2 separate regions of the Capra hircus genome follow, and region 1 is linked to region 2. The links are chromatin contacts, called in public Hi-C maps. All regions are on one chromosome and are shown on one strand. Each heading gives the region's core, a stretch centred on a gene start, on an enhancer-like site or on the middle of the called end of the contact. The rest is flanking DNA. Distances are from core to core; before and after follow the strand shown.

The links. Hi-C and Micro-C count contacts between places; a contact is called where the count stands out from the background.
Region 1: a contact with region 2 is called in a Hi-C map of blood, with 4 times the contacts expected there. The contact joins the promoter of GRK5 here to the enhancer-like site in region 2. A contact is called at or near these places in 2 of 5 Hi-C or Micro-C datasets (both in blood).

The regions. Positions count from the first base shown.
Region 1 is chr26:12,627,179-12,631,793 of ARS1.2, reverse strand. GRK5 (G protein-coupled receptor kinase 5) reads left to right here and starts at 3,185. Exons shown (of 17, transcript XM_005698535.3): 1 at 3,185-3,465. The coding sequence starts at 3,414.
Region 2 is chr26:12,435,103-12,439,535 of ARS1.2, reverse strand. The region is part of intron 4 of GRK5 (G protein-coupled receptor kinase 5); the gene reads left to right. Among named protein-coding and RNA genes, the nearest start is that of TRNAY-GUA, 5.6 kb to the right of the region's middle. Within about 2 kb of position 2,900, at least 1 of the 5 cell types and tissues checked has an H3K27ac peak or open chromatin away from gene starts, as enhancers often do.

The DNA of each region.
Region 1 (4,615 bases), core at 1,936-4,435, 190 kb before region 2:
GGGCAGATAGGTTTGTGACTTTCAGAATAGTTCATTTCAATTTATAAGAGCTCTGACCAAGCAGCTTTATTCACACAATACGGGTGCTGACCGAAGAATGGGAAGATTTCCGGTTTATTTCACATTTCTGTCCCAGCTGACCCTGAGTGCATTGGGCAGTCAGTATTTGTCTTTGGTGTATTCCCATCCCTCCCCAAATTGCCTGCTCTCCATTTGGATTTCCATTCTTGCTCTCTGCCAACGAGATTCCCAACTTACCTGTTGATATTTAATAGACTACTCTTCCTGAATCAAACCCATTTTTCAAGAGGACTATGAGTCATTAATGCATTTAATGGGAAGGAATGAAGTTATCATGTTGGTGTTATAATCTGGAATGGAAACCTCCCCCCTCCCCTTAATCACTTAGCCAACTGCCTACTTTGCTTTCTTACAATACAGTTTAAGTTTACTCTGGGAGCCAAACAAAACAGCTGCAAGCCAGTTCAGTATGTTGCTTGCCAGAAATTAAGTGCATAGACTCCAAGTCTGATTGCTAGGTTCAAATCGGTAGGTCTTCTTCGGTAGGTCTTCTGTAGGCTTTCTTCTTATTAGTTGTATGACTTTGGGCAAGTTATAAAACGTCTTCTGACCTGGTGACTTTATCTATAAAACGCAGCTTTGTTCTCTACCTCATCTGGACGTTGTGTTCCGTGAAATTAACCATGTAAAGGCTTTTGACGGGGGTGGGGGGGTGTTATCTTCTTTTGGTGGGTTCCAGCATCTTCCTGTGATGGTTGTTCAACAGCTAGTTGCGATTTTGGTGCTCTCGCAGGAGCTGAGCTCACGTCCTTCTACTCTGCCATTTTGAGCTGGAAGCAGGGAGCTCTTCAGTTGCTTTTGTTAGTCAAATAGGTAAAGTTTGGACTGGATCAGGCCTTAAGCTACGGCAAGGGGCAAAATGCCTACTGCAGTTGGTGAGCTCTAGGTGGCGCTAGTGGTAAACAGCCCGGCTGCCAGTTCAGCAGACAGGAGAGACTCTGGGTTCCATACCTGCATGGGGAAGATCCCCTGGAGAAGAGCAGGGCAACCCACTCCAGTATCCTTGCCTGGAGACTCCCACGGACAGTGGAACCTGGCAGGCTACGTTAGGGTTCACAGGGTCGCAAACCTTCGGATATTACTGAAGCGACTTAGTACTCACGTGCACGAGACGCTGCCAGCTCTGCTTCTCTGTCTCTCTGAGAGACTCTGATTGTAAGTTAGGGCTTTCATTGTAAGTAGGTGGCTATGTAGCCAAGACCAAGCCTGGGGTGCTTAGAATAGTAATGCCTAGAGTGGGAGAATCCCAGGGACGGGGGAGCCTGGTGGGCTGCCATCTATGGGGTCGCACAGAATCGGACACGACTGAAGCGACTCAGCAGCAGCAGCAGAGTGGGAGATACCTAAGAAATCATCTGCTCAGCTCCCTGCCTTTTGAAAGGCAAACTGTTATTCCCCCTACTTCGCAGACAAGTGAGGTCCAGGGAGACCCACTGACTCTTGAAAAATGGGTTTGATTCAGGAAGAGTAGGATATGCGAGAACGGGCCCCAGGACTGGACACTAGGGAGTGGTGATGATGGATACACTCCATCAGGAAAAAAGACAATCCTGAGCTGTTAGAATCAGCGACCACCCTAGTTTCCAAGGCCTGAAAAAGTCTATTAATTTCTTTATATTCTCCAATGCATAGTAATTGTTCTCCGTTTCTCTCTGCACCTCCCTGCCACTTCCTGGCAGCCCTGAGGGGTGGAAGGTTTCCTTTTTTTGGGCAGAGAAGGTCCAGAGCCGGCTTCCGCACGGATATCCCGCCCGCAGGGTGCGCAAAAGGCAAAGACCTCAGTTTTTGGGGGTCAGCCCGCCCTTTTCCCAGATAGAACGTTTGTCGCAGGTCCGGAGTGCCCCACCGCCCGTTTCCCCCGGGCCAGGCCTTCGGAGGCAGCAAGGAGGCGACGCTGAGCACAGATCTGGGGCCCGACGTTCTGAGCATACAGTGGAAAGGCACTAAGAGCCCCAAGATGAATAAGCCTGGACTTGGAAAACGAATGTCTAACACAGACTTGGTGCTGTTAACCTACTCATGTTTCTGACCCCGGCGATTCAGTCTGCGTTTTTATTAATATCAATCAGTTGGGTTGGAATGAAGATTCTTGATTCGCGGTCCCGTGTGGTGGAAGGCAGGTTATTAGTAGAACCGGTCCGCATCCCACGCCGGGATCCCCGGAGTCGCAGACGGGTGTCCCGGGGCGCAGAGAAACCTGGGGGTGGACCCGTCGTCCGCGTGGCCCCACCGCCGCGCTTCCATCCCGCGGCCGCCGAGGGGCGCTCAGGCTGCGCGGGTACCGATGCTGCCGCCAGCGCCGAGTCGCCGCCGACTCGCGGATCCCCCTTCGCGCCCTCGGACGAAAAACAAAGTACACCTTTGTCATCCACCGAGCGCGTGTGCGACGGCAGCACCTCGGCCGGCCGCCGCGTGCGGGGCCCGCGGGCATGCCTGGCCGCCTTTGGGCTGCAGCCCCCTGCCCACGTGGGCTTGGCGTGCCCCGGAGAAAGCCGGGGTGCAGGCCCGGCCGGCCTGACCTCCCTTCCATCCCGAGCACGCCACGCGGGGGGCCAGAACCGCCACCAGCTCCTGCCCGGACGCAACGCTTCGCCCCGCCCTCGCCGTGGCCCGTGCACTTCGCTTTCTGGGCATTCGGCAGGGCGGGAAGCGGGCGAGCGGGACCACCCCTCCTCCCCCGGCATGGATATGCGAGAACGGGCCCCAGGACTGGAGTTGGGGGGAGGGGAGCTTCAGCTCCGCCGAGCCGCCTTTGACTCGCTCGCTGCACGCCCCACCGCCTTCCCTCCGAAGGCACGTCCCGGGGCGGTTCTCGGATTCCCGCAGCCGCGCGCCAGTCCCGGCCCCAGCCCAGCGCGCCGGGCCGAACTACAAGTCCCAGCAGGCCCCGCGCCGCGAGGGCCGGAGCGGGAGGCGTGGCTCGGCCCAGCGCCTGCGCAGTGAGGCCGCCCCAGCCTGCGAGTACCACACCCCCGGGACCGACAGAGGGGAGGCAGAAGCATCCGAAGCATTAAAGCATCCGCGGGAGCCCGAGGGGAGGAGAATGGAGTGACAGAGCAGCGCGCAGGGTGGGGGGTGGGGGGGAAACTGTTGAGGGAGGGGGGGAGGGGGGACACAGAGGGAGGAAGAAGCGGCGGCGGCGGCTCCTCTTTGCAGAGGTGGAAACTCCGAGGGATAAGAGCAAAGAATAATGCGGTAGGCTAGGCGGGCTGCTCGCTCCCGGCTCCGGCAAGCAGCGGCAGCAGCCCAAGCAGCGGCAGCAGCAGCAGCGGCAGCACCGTCAGGCGCTGACAGCCCCGCCGGCCGGCTCCCTCGCTGACCGCCGACTGTCAATGGAGCTGGAAAACATCGTGGCCAACACGGTCTTGCTGAAAGCCAGGGAAGGTAAGAGGCAGGGCGGGTGCGTGCCTGGCGCCTTCGCCACGAGCCGGGGTATCGGGCGGGTTGCGGGATGCCCGCAGTGAGTTAGGTCGGGAGCAGGGCACCTCGGAGAGTGCTCGGCAAACGCTTCACGGTTCCTGCCCTTGTGCTCGGGGAACCTGGACTTGGGCAGAGAAGGGGAAACGTCACCTCGAGGTTGCAAGGATTAGGATGCTAAAACAGATTCCCTAGTTTCCAGCTCTAACCTTACCGTGCCGTGCCTTCTCGGCAGCTGTTGAAAGGTCAGTTGGAAAGGCATTCATTCAGGAAGAGATGGGCAAACATGCAAATCAAACAGCTTTTCCGAGTCGGCCCGGGATGGTTCTGTGAGTGAATTCGTGTGTGTGTGTGTGTGTGTGTGTGTGTGTGTGTTGGGGGTGGAGGGGCGCCGGCTGAGTTGATATAGGTTATTGCTGGAAACCATCCGCTGGGAATGTTTCTTAGGGAAATCCCGTCGTGTGGAAGGAAGCCTTTTAAAGGCAAAGTAAGATGTTGAGGAATTAGCCTGTTCACAGAACGAGAGGATGGTTGTGCAAATCATGTAGAAAAGAATACATGATTTCAGGGGTGGTTTTCCCCCCCATTGAGGAGGGAGAGATTAAGTGGATTTTTTTGGGTTTTGGCTTAATTAAGAAAAGAAAGGTAAGTGTGCCATTGCTTAGATGTGTTTTGGATGCAAATTATTAGATTTTCTGCATTAGGTTAGCAGGAAATATCGTCTAAATGGAGTGGGTAAGAAGCTAAGTCGAGACTATAAACGCACTTTTTGACTCTTCCTTGAGATGGAGAGAGGGAAGGGGTGAGAGAGAAAGTGGCCCAGAAACTTAAGATGCTTCCTAAAATGATTCTGTGCGGGTAAGCATACATATTTAGGAACACCTGGAATTTATGTAACATTTCTTTTGCCAAGATTTGAGCTCTGGGTGCAGCCTTTTTATGAAAAGGGAAGTGGTTTTCCCTTTCATGGGAGGAGGCTTTATTTGACACCCAAGGTCGAATGCAGTCTCGGTAAGGTCTTGACTTCAGAAGAGTACAAGGCGAGCAGTCCACGAAAACGCCCTATTTACTTCTTAATATTTTTCATTCACACACTCTGATGAATGAAGGAAGACTT
Region 2 (4,433 bases), core at 1,651-4,150:
GGGTTAGGGTTGTGTGTGTGCTAAGTCACTTCAGTCGTGTTCGACTCTTTGCGACCCTATGGACTGTAGCCCTCCAGGCAAGAATACTGGAGTGGATTGCCATGCCCTTCTCCAGGGGATCTGCCTGACCCAGGGATCAGGCAGGTTCTTTACCACTAGCTCTACCTGGGAAGTGTTAGGGTTAGGGTCGGGATTCTTTCAGAGTGCTGGTCTTCTCATTGTCCGGCCACGTCCCCTTCATCCTCTGAGCCTTGATAAGACCTCACCTTGGCCATGAGGTCACCTCTCTGAGCTCGTCCTTCTAGGGGCTGAGCACCCACACCACACTTGGCCACCCCAGCTCCCCACCAGCCTTGAACTCTTACCATTGGCCAAGTGAGTCGGTTTATGAGGTCTTTGGGGTGCGGCTCATGACCTGGGCACAGAACAGACACTTAGGGAACCTGTTGTAACTGATGGACGGTGTCAGCTCAGACCCTTGCAGGAGAAACAGCGGGCTCCTTGCTTCCTGACTTGTATCTTCCACAGCACCGAGCACCTCTTAAGTCTGCTCACAAAGGCAGCTCCTGTCCCCCCCAGTATCTTCCTGGCACAGTAACCAGCTAAACCCAGGGTCAGCCCTGAATTGGTATAAGAGATCTTTGCCCAAAGACTTAAGGAGATTACCAGGGTGGCCACGTATTCTGTCTGCGTCATAATGGAACCATGGGCCTTACAAAGGACACTGGGCTGCTTCCTACCACAGTGTCAGAGCAACGGCCTTCCTAACCTTCTCCAGCCACAAAAAGCTCCAGAGAGCCCTGTGAGGCCCTCTGGGTCTTTGGCTGTTTATCACAGAAAGATAAAGGCGCAGAGTGGCGGTCAGGCCGGAGGTGGATCCCTGGGTGCCCCCCTGGAGAAGTTTCCTTCAAGACTGAGTGCCGTCTGTCAGAGACAAAGGAAGATCCAGGTTTTGTGGCAGCTGAAGCTTAAATAACATTGAGGGAAAGTCTTTAAGAAGAAAGAGCAGAACATTAGGTACCAAAGTGAGTATCTCCTGAGAAGGAGAAAAGAAATCACAACGGACACCTACAGCCTTGGGGATTCGGTGCTTGTCACCTGAGACCTCCATTTCCTGGAAGTGCTTGTGCAGACTTGCTTCCTCTCCCACAGAGAACACTTGGTTGCTTCCTGGACTGCAAGTAAGGGGCCCCAGAGCTTCAGCTCCCTCTGCTTTGGGGTGAATTACTTCTGAATGGAGACCACGCCCCCCTGATGGTCAGCAGCAAGCCTCACCTCTCCTTAGAGCGTAAGAGAGGAGCTATGAGACTTGTCATTTTCCCAGCGTCTACCCCAAGGACTTCCAGCCACTAGCTGCCTATCCAGCATGTGTCTCTGCCCTCAGGGGCTGCATCTGGCATGGTGCTCAGGCCACGTGGTCCAGCAGCCTCGTTGCCCACGTGGACACCCGGGGAGGAGCTCGTGTCTGGGCCGAGAGCCACAGGATGGAGTCGTCTGGCCTAGTCAGGCCCGGGAGCCATAGTCTCACAGCCCCTTTGCTTGAGAGCGCTTGGCTGGGCTGGTTCACTTTCCCAACGACCAAGATAACCAAACTCTGCCTTTCCCTTTGGTTCTGTTCTTGTCTGGGGCTCGTTGGTTTGTGCCTGCTGCCTGGCAGGTGTGGAAGACGAACTATTCCAGGTGGACCCAGGTTCTGCGGCCCCTGGCTTCCCCACATGGCACTGAAGGTTTTGATTAAAAGGAGGAAGAATGGGGCTTTCTCTTCCTGTCAGCCAGACCTTAAATCAACCCTGGAGTGAAACGTTGTCCAAGGCTGCCGATCGGCAAACGCGCTCCGTTGTCTGCCGGTTGTGATTGTACAAGCAGGTTTCACTTCCAGCCAGGATTTGGGGGTTGGACTGGGCCCTGCTTTGCCCACCTCCTTCCCGTCCTGCTTTCTTCACCCAATTCCTGTTCCTAGTGTCAGGCAGGCTGGGCTAAGTTAGTTTTTATGGAACTTGGAACCAGCCAACTTGAGTGGGGGGAGAGAAGAGGGAGGGGAGGGGGAGACTTTGGAGGGTCCTCACCACCAGGCCCAGCTCCTGATTTTACATATGGTGAATTTGCCTGGAGTATTGGTGGCAGGTGGCAGATACTTATCTCCCAGTTGTTCAAAGGAGGAATTTACTGGAAGTGGGGGCGGGGGGGGATAGAGTTAAATGAAACCATCAGAGAGACATGGCTCTTCATGGGCTCAGGAACCCATGGCCCCAGGGTGCTTCTCCCAAGGCAGTTCCAGTTTCCCCACCCCCAGCCACCCTCAAGCCTCCAGTCCATAGTTTCCACCCCAAACAAACACTCCAACTGGTTGTAACTAAGAAAATCTCAAAGAACTGATTGACCCAGTTGGCTCAAAGGCAGGAGGTAGACCAGATGACCTCATGAAGGCATTTCTTCTTTGAATGAACATGTGCATACACATTTGGTGAACAAATGTATCAAGCACTGACTGTTTAGTGCACATTGTAAGTTCATTTCAGCAAAGCAGAGTGGAGAGATGGCAGGTTTTGGAGCTGCACAGGCCTGGATTTGAACCTCAGGTCATCTGTTTATGAACTGTTCCGTCTACGGGCATGTAGAGTCCTAGCCGCTCGCCAAGTGCTTTACTCAAGTTCAGATGAGACAGGAATAAACAACATTTCTGCCCCTTGAAGAGCTCCCTAAGGCTCAGCATCCACGAGCCCCACCTAGGGCATCGTTCTGGGAAGTGATGGGAAGTATGAATTTGTGGGAAAAGTCACCTGGAGGGGCCAGTGGCTATCAGCCAGCCCCTCTCCTTAGGCGCCCACAATGCCTATGACCCTGGCTCTGCTAGAGGGTGATTCCCACCCCTGCCCCCGCCCACGGCTGGGCCTGGGCAGCCCTGTGTGCAGAGCTTCCCACCATTGACGTAGATCTCTTCATCAAGGGTCAAGGGGCGGCCAGGGTATGGCTGTGGGAGTGCCCCTCCCTGGTTCCTGTCCTGGAGGAGAAGTGAGTTGGCCTTCCAACAAACAGTTGCCTCCAACCTGGTATGGGTGGGACAGGCAACACCCCCCCACCTCCCCTCTCCCCCCCCCCCGCCCCCCGCTGCCAGAAGCCACCTGTTTGGAAGGAAGGGGACCCATTGAGACCCCTGTCTTCCAGAGTGTCTTGCCTCTCTTGCTCAGCTTTTCCTGAAAACCAGGTCTGTCCACATTGAGAAATTGCAAACAGTGTACATGAGGAATGTCAACTGCCCACATATGAAAACATACACATCATTAAGCCCTAAGTGCTTGCGTCTGGAAATAGAGCGGACAGTCTCCTGGGCTGACCTTTTGCTCACTGATGGAACTGCTGCTAATGAGCAGGGAGCTCCTTGGAGGAATGTTTTCATATAGTGAAGTAAAGCATATGCTCGCCATTAGCTTGAGTGTGTGTGTGTGTGTGTGTACACAACAGTGCAATACAAACAGTGCTCACCAAAACACACAACGTCCACTGCACCTCATTATCCAGCCCCACCAGCCTCCAAAGAAGGCTTGCTCTCCAAGGCAGAGTCACATCCCCACTCCCTATTTGAGAAAGACTATGGCATCCTTGGAGGACCTGTAGAGCTCAGGGATAAAGCTCTCTGACCAGACTGCCTGGGTTTGAATCTTGTCTCTGCTCCCATGCTAGCTGTGTGATCTTGGGCAAGTAACTTAACTTCTCGGGGCCTATTTCTGCATCTATCAGATGGACATGATAAAACTTTTGTTGTTGTTGTTCAGCCGTTCAGTCATGTCTGACTCTTTGCAACCCCATGGACTGCGGCATCCCAGGACTCCCTGTTCATCACCAACTCCTGGAGCCTACTCAAACTCACATTCATTGCGTTGGTGATACCATCCAACCATCTCATCGTCTGTTGTCCCCTTCTCCTCCTGCCCCTAATCCCTCCCAACATCAAAGTCTTTTCCAATATGTCAACTCTTCGCATGAGGTGGCCAGAGTAATGGAGTTTCAGCTTTAGCATCATTCCTTCCAAAGAACACCCAGGACTGATCTCCTTTAGAATGGACTGGTTGGATCTCCTTACAGTCCAAGGGACTCTCAAGAGTCTTCTCCAACACCACAGTTCAAAAGCATCAATTCTTCAGCACTCAGCTGTCTTCACAGTCCAACTCTCACATCCATACATGACCACTGGAAAAACCATAGCCTTGACTAGATGGACCTTTGTTGGCAAAGTAATATCTCTGCTTTTTAATATGCTGTCTAGGTTGGTCATAACTTTCCTTCCAAGGAGTAAGCGTCTTTTAATTTCATGGCTGCAATCACCATCTGCAGTGATTTTGGAGCCCCCAAAAATAAAGTCTAACACTGTTTCCTCTGTTTCCCCATCTATTTCCCATGAAGTGATGGGACCAGATGCCATGATCTTTGTTTTC